Regions from separate parts of the Oryctolagus cuniculus genome. Here region 2 is linked to region 1. A link is a contact called in public Hi-C data. All regions are on one chromosome and are shown on one strand. The core of a region is the stretch at or near the end of the contact, and the rest is flanking DNA. Distances in the headings are between cores, read along the strand shown. Region 1 holds the start of CDC37L1 (cell division cycle 37 like 1, HSP90 cochaperone). Region 2 holds the start of JAK2 (Janus kinase 2).

Evidence for each region. A called contact is a pair of places that touch in the nucleus more often than the background predicts.
Region 2: a Hi-C map of an unstated tissue shows a contact between it and region 1, with 2.4 times the contacts expected there. The contact joins the promoter of JAK2 here to the promoter of CDC37L1 in region 1. A contact is called at or near these places in 2 of 6 Hi-C or Micro-C datasets (ear pinna and an unstated tissue).

What each region holds. Positions count from the first base shown.
Region 1 is chr1:167,313,200-167,318,614 of mOryCun1.1, reverse strand. It overlaps CDC37L1 (cell division cycle 37 like 1, HSP90 cochaperone), which reads right to left and starts at 2,862. Exons shown (of 7, transcript XM_051858356.2): 1 at 2,506-2,862. The coding sequence starts at 2,637. It overlaps SPATA6L (spermatogenesis associated 6 like), which reads left to right and starts at 2,835. Exons shown (of 16, transcript XM_070051625.1): 1 at 2,835-3,082; 2 at 3,163-3,227; 3 at 4,027-4,174.
Region 2 is chr1:167,675,312-167,680,712 of mOryCun1.1, reverse strand. It overlaps JAK2 (Janus kinase 2), which reads right to left and starts at 2,712. Exons shown (of 25, transcript XM_051846028.2): 1 at 2,200-2,712; 2 at 1,718-1,835.

The DNA.
Region 1 (5,415 bases), core at 1,613-4,112:
TCATCGAACAGGCTGGCAGCAGTAAGGAATTCTGAGGCAAGGAGCAAGCAAGGCCCCTCCTTCCTAGCTGTGTCTCCAGGCAAACTCAGGTTTCTACTGGAGCAAATGTGCACACAGTTGGCTATTCAGATGTTGTTTACTCTTTCAGCAGGTTTACAGCCCAGGTACCAAACACCATGTCCCTAACTAACCCAGTGAAACATTTATTTTACTTTTTGCTATCTTAGAATAGGATCAAGCATAACTGTGAAGCAGCTATGCTTAAAATGGGGACAAGAAGAGGAGACAAATGAAGCTATAAAACTTATTTTGGAAGGAATACCAAGATATACCAAGAATGGTAATATGGATAAGTGGAAGTATCTTGCATTTTTAAATTGGGTGCAAGCAAATATTTCTCAAACCAAATGAATTCTAAAAATGACTTATGTTTAAATTCTTCTCCACAGACTACCTAGACAACATGTGGCCCTCTTGACAAACTATCTAACATGCACTCAAGTGATTAAAAGTTTGGTCATATTTTAATCTGTGAACATACTAAAATTTTAGGGGAACATTAAAATCGTTGAATTTTAATGAACATAAATTCTGTAAAAGGAACTCAGCATTAATGTCTGCTAATGTAACTCTACATATCAAAAATCTCCTACTGAATCTTTATATTCTGATCTGTCTTTACATTGAACGGATGTTTGGACTACAGATCGTCTATTACATTAAGATGTCTAAATTCCACATAATTGGTAAAAATCAAACCAAAGTTTTTTTTTAATAGAAAAACAAGATTTATTTAAATTGGGAACCTCCTACCAAAGCAGCCAGGAGGGGGGTTCCAAGAGAGGAAGACCCCAAGCCAAAGCTTTTAAACACTTGTTAAAAAGATTATAAGATGCCTATAGATTGGATTAAACATTTTCTTCTTTCCAAAAATTTAAGTCCTAAAGTTAGCAAGGCAAAAGCATAGAGGTAATAAGCTTATGAATTTAGAATTAGTAATCATTTTGCAAATTTTAAGACCATTTAAAGGTAGTTTCAGTCAACAAAGTTTTACAGTACTTCACAGGATAAGACATACAGTTAGATGGGGAAAAATACAGGATTAGGAGTCCTAAACTCAAGTTTTAACTTGGCCACTAACTAGCGATATGGACTCAGAGAAATCACTTTTAAGGAAAGTGATAGGCTGACTCACTTTTAAAATCTCTTTCAGTTAAACAAGTTTGTAAGTGCCCAAGTAAAATAATAATACTTTTAAAATCCTGAGTTTCTATTAGGTTACTGAAGAAGTTATTGATTGAATTATTCATTCCCTTGCCATATTCTTTCGAAATTGACAACAGCAGCTGGTGTTCACTCCTTCCCTCTGTCTGTGACACAGTATGTGCTTATAACACATTTGTATATAAGGATGACATTAGTGATCCATAATTAGTGAATGACTACTGACCCATCAACTCTCATTCTGCTCTCACTTTCCCAGTGACTCGCTGGCTGAAGAACACTCTGTGGTTATGAAACAGCATCTTTCTCTGTGTGAAGCTAAGTAATCCCGTTAGTCAGACGTAAGATTGATGATCCTCCACTTATTGGTAAACGTTTTAAATGACCATTCTTCATTAACATCTAGCAAAATGAGTTCAGAAGGCACACATCTACAATGTATTTCATTGACCATGTTAGTGTTTAGTCTGCAATCCTGAAACATATTTCCAAAACACACTTGGGTCAGGAAAAAGAAAAAAAAAAAAGGACAAAGTGACGCAGGCAAGCTCTCCCTAAGATAGGACTCAGAAAAATTCAAAATTATTTGAATTAAGTTTCAGGGGCAAGAAAACTGGACTGAAAGCACAAGTTGCATCGGGTACCTGGGGGAAAAGTCTGAAAGAAAAAGGCAAGTGTGTGCTTCTGTGCTTTTATCGGAAAATGACGTGGAGCAAAACAACCAAACAGGGGAAGCCAGACACGCGAGTGGGAGAGGTGTAAATCCCAAAGCGGCGTCAAAAGCGAGGTTTACACGGATCTGCTCAGCTACCAACGTGGGTGAACCCGCGTGTGTAATCTGCGGGACTCACGAACTACAATCGTGCACTGTCCCTAACTCAACAGTGAGTGGGCAAGAGTGCCGGAGCCTCTGACTTAATAAAGTGTTCGGATAAAAGCAATCACAAGAGGACAAAGGGTCAACGGTAGATACGGCGTGAACCGCCCCAAATCTGGGTGTTGTCAGGGAGGGGGAAAAGAGGGACGCCTTCCAAGGGTGAGGAGGGATCAGCCAAGGTGAAAGAAAAGGTGTGCGCGGAGGGGGAGGCTGGGAACGAACGAAAGAACACACGGCCGCCTCTTCTTCCCTCAAAGGATGCTACAACAGCGGCGGGGTGGCATCAGGCCCCCAGCCCCGCGAGAGCTAGGAACAGGGCAAAGGGGGCCGGGGAGACGCGGCACTCCTGGGGGCTGTGTGGCAGCACCGCCCCAACCCCCCAGCAGAACGCGAGCCCCTCTCACCTGGGCGCCACCGCCCGGCAGCTGCGGGCAGCGGGGGGAAACGGGGGACACGTCCAAGTCACTCTCTTCCTCGGCCTCACCCTCGACCCGAGGGAGGCTCCAGGGTCCCGGCGGTGGCCACGGCTGCTCCATGTCCCGCTGCCCCCGGCCCAATAACAGCGACAGCCAACGGACTTGGCGTGAGCGGACCCTGCTGCGCGGAGCCAGCCGCCCCAGCCGGCCGGGTTCGTTACCCACAATCCCTCCGCTGGCCGCGATGCCTACGCACAGCCCGCGCCAGCCGGGGCCGAGCCGCCGGCGGGTGGCGGAAGAGGCTTCCGACGGGCAGCGTCACTTCCGGATGGGGCGTGGCCGCGGAGAGGCGTCTCGGCGGGCGTGTGTAGGGTGGATTTAGAATCCTTTCTCGTTTAAAACTTGTTCTCTCAGGCATTTAAGCGCCGACGACTTAACCTTCACGGTGCTGCGGTGGCGAATGTCGGGTCGTGTTAGAAACTTGTCTGGCGTTCCTGCCCGCCGGGAGGTGCGCGGACCGACCGTGTCGCCTCTTTTTGTTTGCACGTACACTGACACAGGAACTGTAGGTCTCAGGGTGGAGCAGGCGGGGTAGGGGGCCGACTCTTGAAAGCAGAGCCTGTTTCTTCACATATCAAATTACAGGTACCAAGCGAGTTCTGCAAAACCTGCTGGAAGGAGGAGGACCCTAACTGGCTTCAAGCAACCGTGTAGGGCTCCCTGTTTGTTTACTTCTGGCGTTTAACCCTGAAGATTTGTGCTGGCGCCATATCCTTTTAAAAATTTTACTTATTTATTTATTTTTTTGAGAAGAAGAAAAAAAATGAGGCCTTCCGGAGGTCGTACGTTTTAAGAACAGCCAGAATCCAGCCCACCGAATGTAGCTTCCAAAATGTGCATGTTTAACCATCAGGCCTTGCTGCTCTGCTCACAATTTAAAAGGCCCAAATAAAAACAACAAGACGCCATTTTTTCAATCTACTGGATTGGCAAACTTTTGTAATTGCTTAATACCAAATGTTGGCCAAGATATGACAAAAAAGAGCTGTTATTTGACCATATGAGAGTCATAAGTGCTTTCATACAGCAATTTCGCTGCTGGGAAGTTATCCAACAGTTATTTTTGCACCAATATCCGAAGATTTATCTACAAAATTTTTTTGAGTGATAAGGAAAAAAGAGGAATGTAAATAATCATGGCTTGTTAATACAGTAGGGTTCTTTGAGTCTTTAAAAAGAATCAAGTAGATCTACAGTTACTGATAGTAGAAATATCTCCAAAATGTATTGAGTTAAATAAGGCACATTGTAGAATTAGATATATATGTGGAGATACATACATATATGGGGGGGGGGTCCTCCTAGTTTCGTAAAAACAAGTCTCTGGAAATTTTCTAGAGGTATACAAGAAACTGTTAGTGATTGCCTAGGGTGGATGAGATGGGAGCAAAGTTTCTGAGGATCTTTCCACATTCAACTCCTCTATTATGCTATTTGAATATTTTCCAGTGACTATAGAACTTAATCATTACAAATGAAAGTTGAGAAGCACTGCATCTAAACCAACTGAGTTTAAGAGTGAAAACCACAGGAGAAAACAGAAAGGGAGAAAGAAAAGGACAGCACTTTTTTCTCTTTACTGTCATGAAGCCACGTGGTGAGTTGAGCAATGCTTGGCATAAAGTAAGCTCTACAAAAATACTAAATGATGCTGATGGTGATGATGGTTTTCCCCCTACCTTTTCACTATTTCTCTTCAGTTTTGTGTTCTAGCAGGCCTCTAGTTTTAGATTTCCTCATATTTTGGCTGGCGGGGACGATCTTGTCTACTTATGTGCCTTTAAATAACATTAAATTGACAATTCCCAAATTGCAATTCAAGCCCTGACCTTACCACAGTACTTCAGAGAAATATGCTTACCTGCTGATTTGACATCTCTGTTTGAATGACTCATACAGATTGTACATTTAATACATCCAAAAAACAACTCTGGATCCCACTTCCTTCCCCAAACCTCTTATTTCTGTCTTCTCAATGAATGACATCACGATCAAGTCCAAAATCTTGGGCTTAAACCGTTCTTCACTGTTCATGTCTAAACCGTCAGCAAGTCCTGTGATTTTCCTCCCAAATGTGCCTTGAATCTAGTTTTCTTCAGCTTTACTGTTCTCTGCTTAGGTCAGGAGACCATGCTCCCTTCTGAGAACTACTGGAGAAGTTGTCCATGCTTCTCTTCCATTCTTTCACTATATAATGTATTTATACAGTTGCTGCACATATCTAAATCAGATCATGTCATATCCCACCTATATCAGTTATATTCTCTCAATGCAAGTAACTGAAATCTCAAAGATATTTAAACTGTAGGGACATTTATTGTTTACTGAACAAAAAGGATAAAGCTTTGTGGTCCCAGGATAGGTTTAACATTTGCCAGTTGTAGCAATGACCCAGGTTATTCCTCTACTGTCCAACAATTGGTGACTTGCATCTTTAGGCTTGTTATGTCATGGTTGCAAGATGGGTACCCTAGCTCTGGAAATTAAAACATAACAACAGCTAAAGCAGGAAGCGAGAGAGGAGGCAAAAATAGCTTTATTTACTTATGGCTTTTATATTAGGGATAAATATATTTTCCAGAAGCTTCTAGTGACTGTCTTGTATGTTATTGGCCAGAACTGGCTTAATAAATTATGATTTATTACCTGGAACTGTATGCATTTTCGTCCAAACACAACTAGGGTTCTGTTGACAAGGAAGAAGAGGTTATGACTGTTAGGTAAATAATCACATTGACTGTTTTAATTCTTTAAGTTGCTGTGCAATTTAGTGGCAACCTAATTCTTCAGCGTCATCTTGTAACTCCGTAACTCCCTGCTCTAGGTCTCTGTTAGTAT
Region 2 (5,401 bases), core at 1,463-3,962, 360 kb before region 1:
GGTTCAAACTGGACATTATCACAGTCATTTCCTGTTCCACACTGATTTGCACACAGTAGTAGGTTTTTAGCAGAGCAACCTCTGAAAATACAGCCTTATAAAGACGTGATATTGCAGTAAGGAACATCAGTATATTATGCTGAAACTGAACTACCTCAAACTAACAGTTCAAGCATGAGTTTACTGGTGCTCTGAGCACATCAGCACAGTTTGAGAAAGGGGGACTATAAAGGTCCCCCCCAAAAAAGGCGAGGAGCAAAAGAAAGTTCTTAACAGTTCACCACAAGAGGGCAGCACAATAGTAAGCAGGGGCAGTACAAAGAGGACTCAATGAAAAGAAATGAATCAAATCTTTCTTTCAAACACTGTAAGACCCTTAGTCTGCTCACCATCTAAAAGTTATTTTTCTTCTTATACAAAAGAGGAAGAAACACTGGTCTCTGGCAGATCACCTCATAGCAGAGTCATTCTGCCTTTCTCTAAATCTCCTATTGCCAGTCATGAGAGTAGCCAAGACTTGCACAGTAGTCAACAATTTACCACTTTGCATGCATGTTATTCAATCCTCACAACAACCTTCTAAGAAAAGTGAGGTTCAAAGAACTTTTAAATTATACAACTCATAAGTGGCAAGAATACCATGACTTAAATCCATATCTTACTCCAAAGCCAACACACTTTTCTATTCTGCCTCAAAATTATCCTGTCTTTCATCAACAGGAAGGTGAATAAAAAAGATACCATGTTTTCCATTCCATACCTGAGACCTCCGTTTCAAATCACTAAGGAAAAGGTGTTAAAGGAAACAAACTACATCTTAACCCGTCCTTTAAACACATTATAAACTATAAACCCAAGACATTCAGTTAGGGCAAAACCAAATATTTAAACGTGTTATAAACTACAAACTTAAGACATTCAGTTAGGGCAAAACCAAGTATTATATGCTTACCTAGCCAACAAACACAGTTTTCCTGTACAGATAAACACATGTACTATGAATACATCTAGTTTGTATGCCAACAAATAAGCTCACAGAAGCAAGTGACTCTCACATCTGCAGTGGTAAAAAGTAAGGCAGATGGGGGAAGAGAGGTCAAAAAGGTGATTATTCATCTCCCAATCTGCTGGGTGTTACATCAGAACATCTTCAGGAACCCAACAACTCACTTTCCCAAAGCTATTATGAAACCAAAAGTGATTGTCATCTCCCTTATTCCCACTTCTGGTTTCCTTCTCCACATTTCTCCGCCCCTCTATGACATACTCAGTCACTCTTATCCTTTCATTCAAAGAAAAGGAGTTTCCCCTGGCAGATGAATAACCACCGGAAAACAAACTGGGTAAATTCAACCGACACAGCAAGCGGAGGCAGATAAAACCATCCAGGAAGCATTCAATGTGGTAGCAAGAACCCCAGTAAGAACAGCTAACATGTTCTCTCAACAGCATTTCTTCCTCTTTGAAAGAATAAAGAATTTCTGGCTGCTGGAGGAGAAAGGTTAAGGGACAACATTTTATTTTCGCCTGAAAAGCCCCATTACTTGTAAAACCTACAAGGAATGTAGCAACGATCAACACCCCAAAATCCTCTCCCAAAGTAACACTGAAAGTTCAGCACTGCCATTGTCAGAGGAGTAAGCGCAGCGCCCTGCTCGTCTCACACGCTCGCAGCCTTCCTACGCACGCACTCGGCTCACGACACCCTCGCCCTCACCGAGGCGATGAAGCCCAGCAGCCAGGATCGCGAACCGTCGGAGGCGGAGGAAGGGCCTCTTTTCCTTCTGCAGAAGGCAAACAGTTCACATCTTGTTCCCGTTGCCTGCTTCTGAAACCTAAAATAATAATAATAATAATAAAGCAGTTACTACCGCAGAAACCCAGGAGAAAGAGATGCTCCTTTCTAGGCTAAGATGTCTAGAAATTTTAAGAGGGCTAGGTAAGGGGGGAGGAGTAATAAGGCAGACAGGATGCAAACAGCAACCAAGATACTCCTTTCTGGGTTTCGCCTTAACGAGAAAGATTTTCTGGTATAGAAGTTTACCGCCTCTAGCAGGGGAAAGGCGGGGATCGGGAGGAGGGAAAGGGTAGGGGAGATAACTGGTGCTCCCATCCAAAGGCCGGGCAGCGATAACACCCACCGGCTGCACGGACCAGGCGACGAGGGCGCGCCCCCAAGCTCGCAGGGGCTGCTCTTACCCGGCGTCTCAGGCTGGCCCAGGTCTGCGAAGCCCCCAGAGTGGGCACGGGTCCGAGCGCCCGCCAGGCTGGGTCCTCGGGGGCCCTCCCGTGCGGGCTCGGCTCCCACTCACATCCCTGGACGGCAGGGACCAGGCCTCTTCTTGTGCCGCGGCAGCCCTCCGAACGACGTGCGCCGCAAGCCGGGGCCCGGGGGCCAGAGGTGCCAAGGGGGCAGAGGCGGAGGCGCGAACTCCCGAAAGAGCCGGGCGCCGGCCCAGCCAGTCAGCGCCGCGGAAGGCCGTTAGCCGCGGCCGCTGCTGCCCCCTTCTGCTCCTCTTCCTCTCTCCTTCCTGCAGCCCACACCACTCCCACTTAGGGCAGCCGGGAAGCCCGTCACGGCCGTAGTCTCCACCCTCTCCCAGGCCACACCGTCTTCTCAGCGCCGTTGGCGACACAGGCTTGGACTCTGCGTCGGCCTCAGCCTCCCAGCCGGCCTCTAGTCAGGCAGCCTGTGGGTGGCGGACTGAGGCCGCCGGCGAGCCGGGCGGGGGAGGGCGCGGGACGCGCGCCCGGGACTGCGCGTGCGCCGCCCTTCTTCCCCGCGCGCGCCGCGGGCCTGACCGGGTTGTGGCCCTCCGTGCTGTGGCCTCCCGGGGAGCCGGTGGACTCCCGTGGAGATTTTCAGGGCAGCCACTGGGCATGAGCGCGCGAGGAAATGGAGGTGGCCAAGGCCCGCTGAGCCTGGAGCCCCGCAGAGGCTCTGTGCCGGCGCTGGGCCCTCCCTAGAAGGGCGTGTGTGTGGCCGCCGCCCGCCGTGGAGGCGGCTGGGAATGAGTCAGCCGGGCCTGGAAGGCGCCCCCTGCAAGCAGCCTGGGCCCGGAGGAGGCCGGGCTGCCTCCGCACGGAGACTTTCCCCACCCGTATACCGTCATCCCCTTTCAGCTTTCGCTTCCATGTTCCGGGTATTGCAGACCTGTTCTTTCCCAGCGCGGGCCGCTGGGCCCAGGGGAAGAGGCGCCCGGGCTGCAGGAATGCGCGCCCACGCGCCATTTAGCGGCAATGAAATCCCAATGGCTTGACTCCAGCCACCACTGCTGGAAAGGAGCGAGGGTGGGATGAGGTGCTCAGCAGCCTGCAGGTTGGCAGCCAGGCCCAGCGAACCACTTCCACTTTCCCAAAGATCCTCATTCACTCAATTACTGAGCGCCTGCTAGGTACTGGACTGTAGACCCCGGAGACACTAGGTAAACAACCTGCATGTTCCTTGCTGTTCTGCCTTCTGACAGAAGACAAAATAGAAAGAAAGGTTTTAAGTGTGTAATATGCTAGATGTGCAATTGTCACCGAGAAAATACAACACAATGGAGCATTAAGTGAGGGGAGTGTGGTCTTTTACAGTGGCCAGGCACGACCTCCTAGAGTTTGCGACTTTGAGCAGAGATGGAAAGGTTGAAAATGAGCCAGTCCTGTGACACTCCTGGAAAAGTTTCAGGCTGGGGTACTAGCAAAGACATGCTGAAAAGGGAACGTGTTTGGCAAATTCAGGGACCAGGAAAGCTGTCACTGTGGCTGGAGGGCAGTGAAAGATGAGGCAGTGGCAAGAGACGAGGTTAAAGAAGTAGCCTGGAACCAGACGGCGTGGGGCCTCTCTCACTTAGTAGCCCTCCTGTCAACCTGAAGGGAGTGATGTATTTACAGGTGCTGCTTCCCCCATACACACATGATGCAGCTATTCAGGTCTCTCTTTGGGTTAAATGATTTCCTTATTAAATTCACTAAAGTCTTACATAAGGCCCATTGCAAAAGGCCTTTGAGCAGATGAATTCATGCTGACTCCTTTAAAATAAACAATCGACTGAAACTGTTGTTTTCTCCCTAAGGTGGAGGGATTTACAGAGAAATTGCATTCCTACAGCTACAGTCTTAGAGGTGAAATATGCCAGAAATTTCTTCTTTAAAAAAAAATTAGAAATAGGAGTTGTGACTCCTATTTCAGTGGCAAATCTGAAATCTGACTGGAATATGAAGACTGAAATTACCAACAGCCCTTTTCTTGCAAACAAAAACGGTCATGGAGGTAAAAGCTAGAACAAAAACTCACCCAAAGTATTGAAGCTGATCTTAAAGTCACGTTGAAAATGAAAAGCATAAGAACTGTAGAGATGGAATATTTACCTTTTGTGAGGAGAAAAAAAAATACCTGTTGTAGAAAGCCAAATAATTTAGAAATAATGCAAAAGCATCTATTATAGTAAGTGCTGTTTCTGCACTTATAGCAAAAGCCCACTACCTGCTACACCAGCATCCCATATGGGTACTGGTTCATGTCCTGGCTGCTCTACTTCCAATCCAACTCTCTGCTATGGCCTGGGAAAAGCAACAGAAAATGGCCCAAGAACTTGGGCCCCTAACATGCATGTGGGAGACCCTGATGAAGCTCCTGGCTCCGGGCTTAGGCCTGTCTCAACCCTGGCCATTGTGGCCACCTGAGAAGTGAATCAGCAATGGAAGACCTCTTTCTCTCTGTCTCTCTCCCCAAACCTCCCATCCCCCCAGCCTGGTCTATCTCTCCTTCTCTGTATGTAAATTTGACTTTCAAATAAATAAATAAATCTTTTTTAAAAGTGTTGTTTCTATTATTTTGTAATGATGTATTATTCAACTAGGCACGCTATCTGTTACTGCCCACAGCTGGCTTGCATGGAGAAGTTATTTGTAACTGGTAAACATTGATTATATTTTGTGGAGGAAGGTAGTCTTTTTATTGTTTTTCTTTGAAAGAGAGACATACAGATCTTCCATCTTCTGGTTAACTCCCCAAATGCCCACAACAGCTGGAGCTTTGCCAAGCCAAAGCCAGGAGCTAGGAACTCAATCCACATCTCCCATGTGGGTGTCAGGGACTTTAGTACTTAAACCATCACCTACTGCCTTCCAGGGTGCATTAGCAGAAAGCTGGAAATGGAAGGGGAGCTGGGTCTTGAACCCAAGCACTCTAATATGGGATATAGTTATCCCATGTGACATATTCATCACCACACTAAACACCTGTCCTTTTTTAAATGTTAGAGATTTGGGTATGGAAGACAAGGTGGATAAGGGAAATATATTATCCATAAGCCTATTAGATTAAGAAATGATCTGTCAACACAGAAAGATAAAGTAACTTTTCTAGTGTCATTCAGACAGTGAAAGCCTCTCTCCTCACTAAGATTGTAAG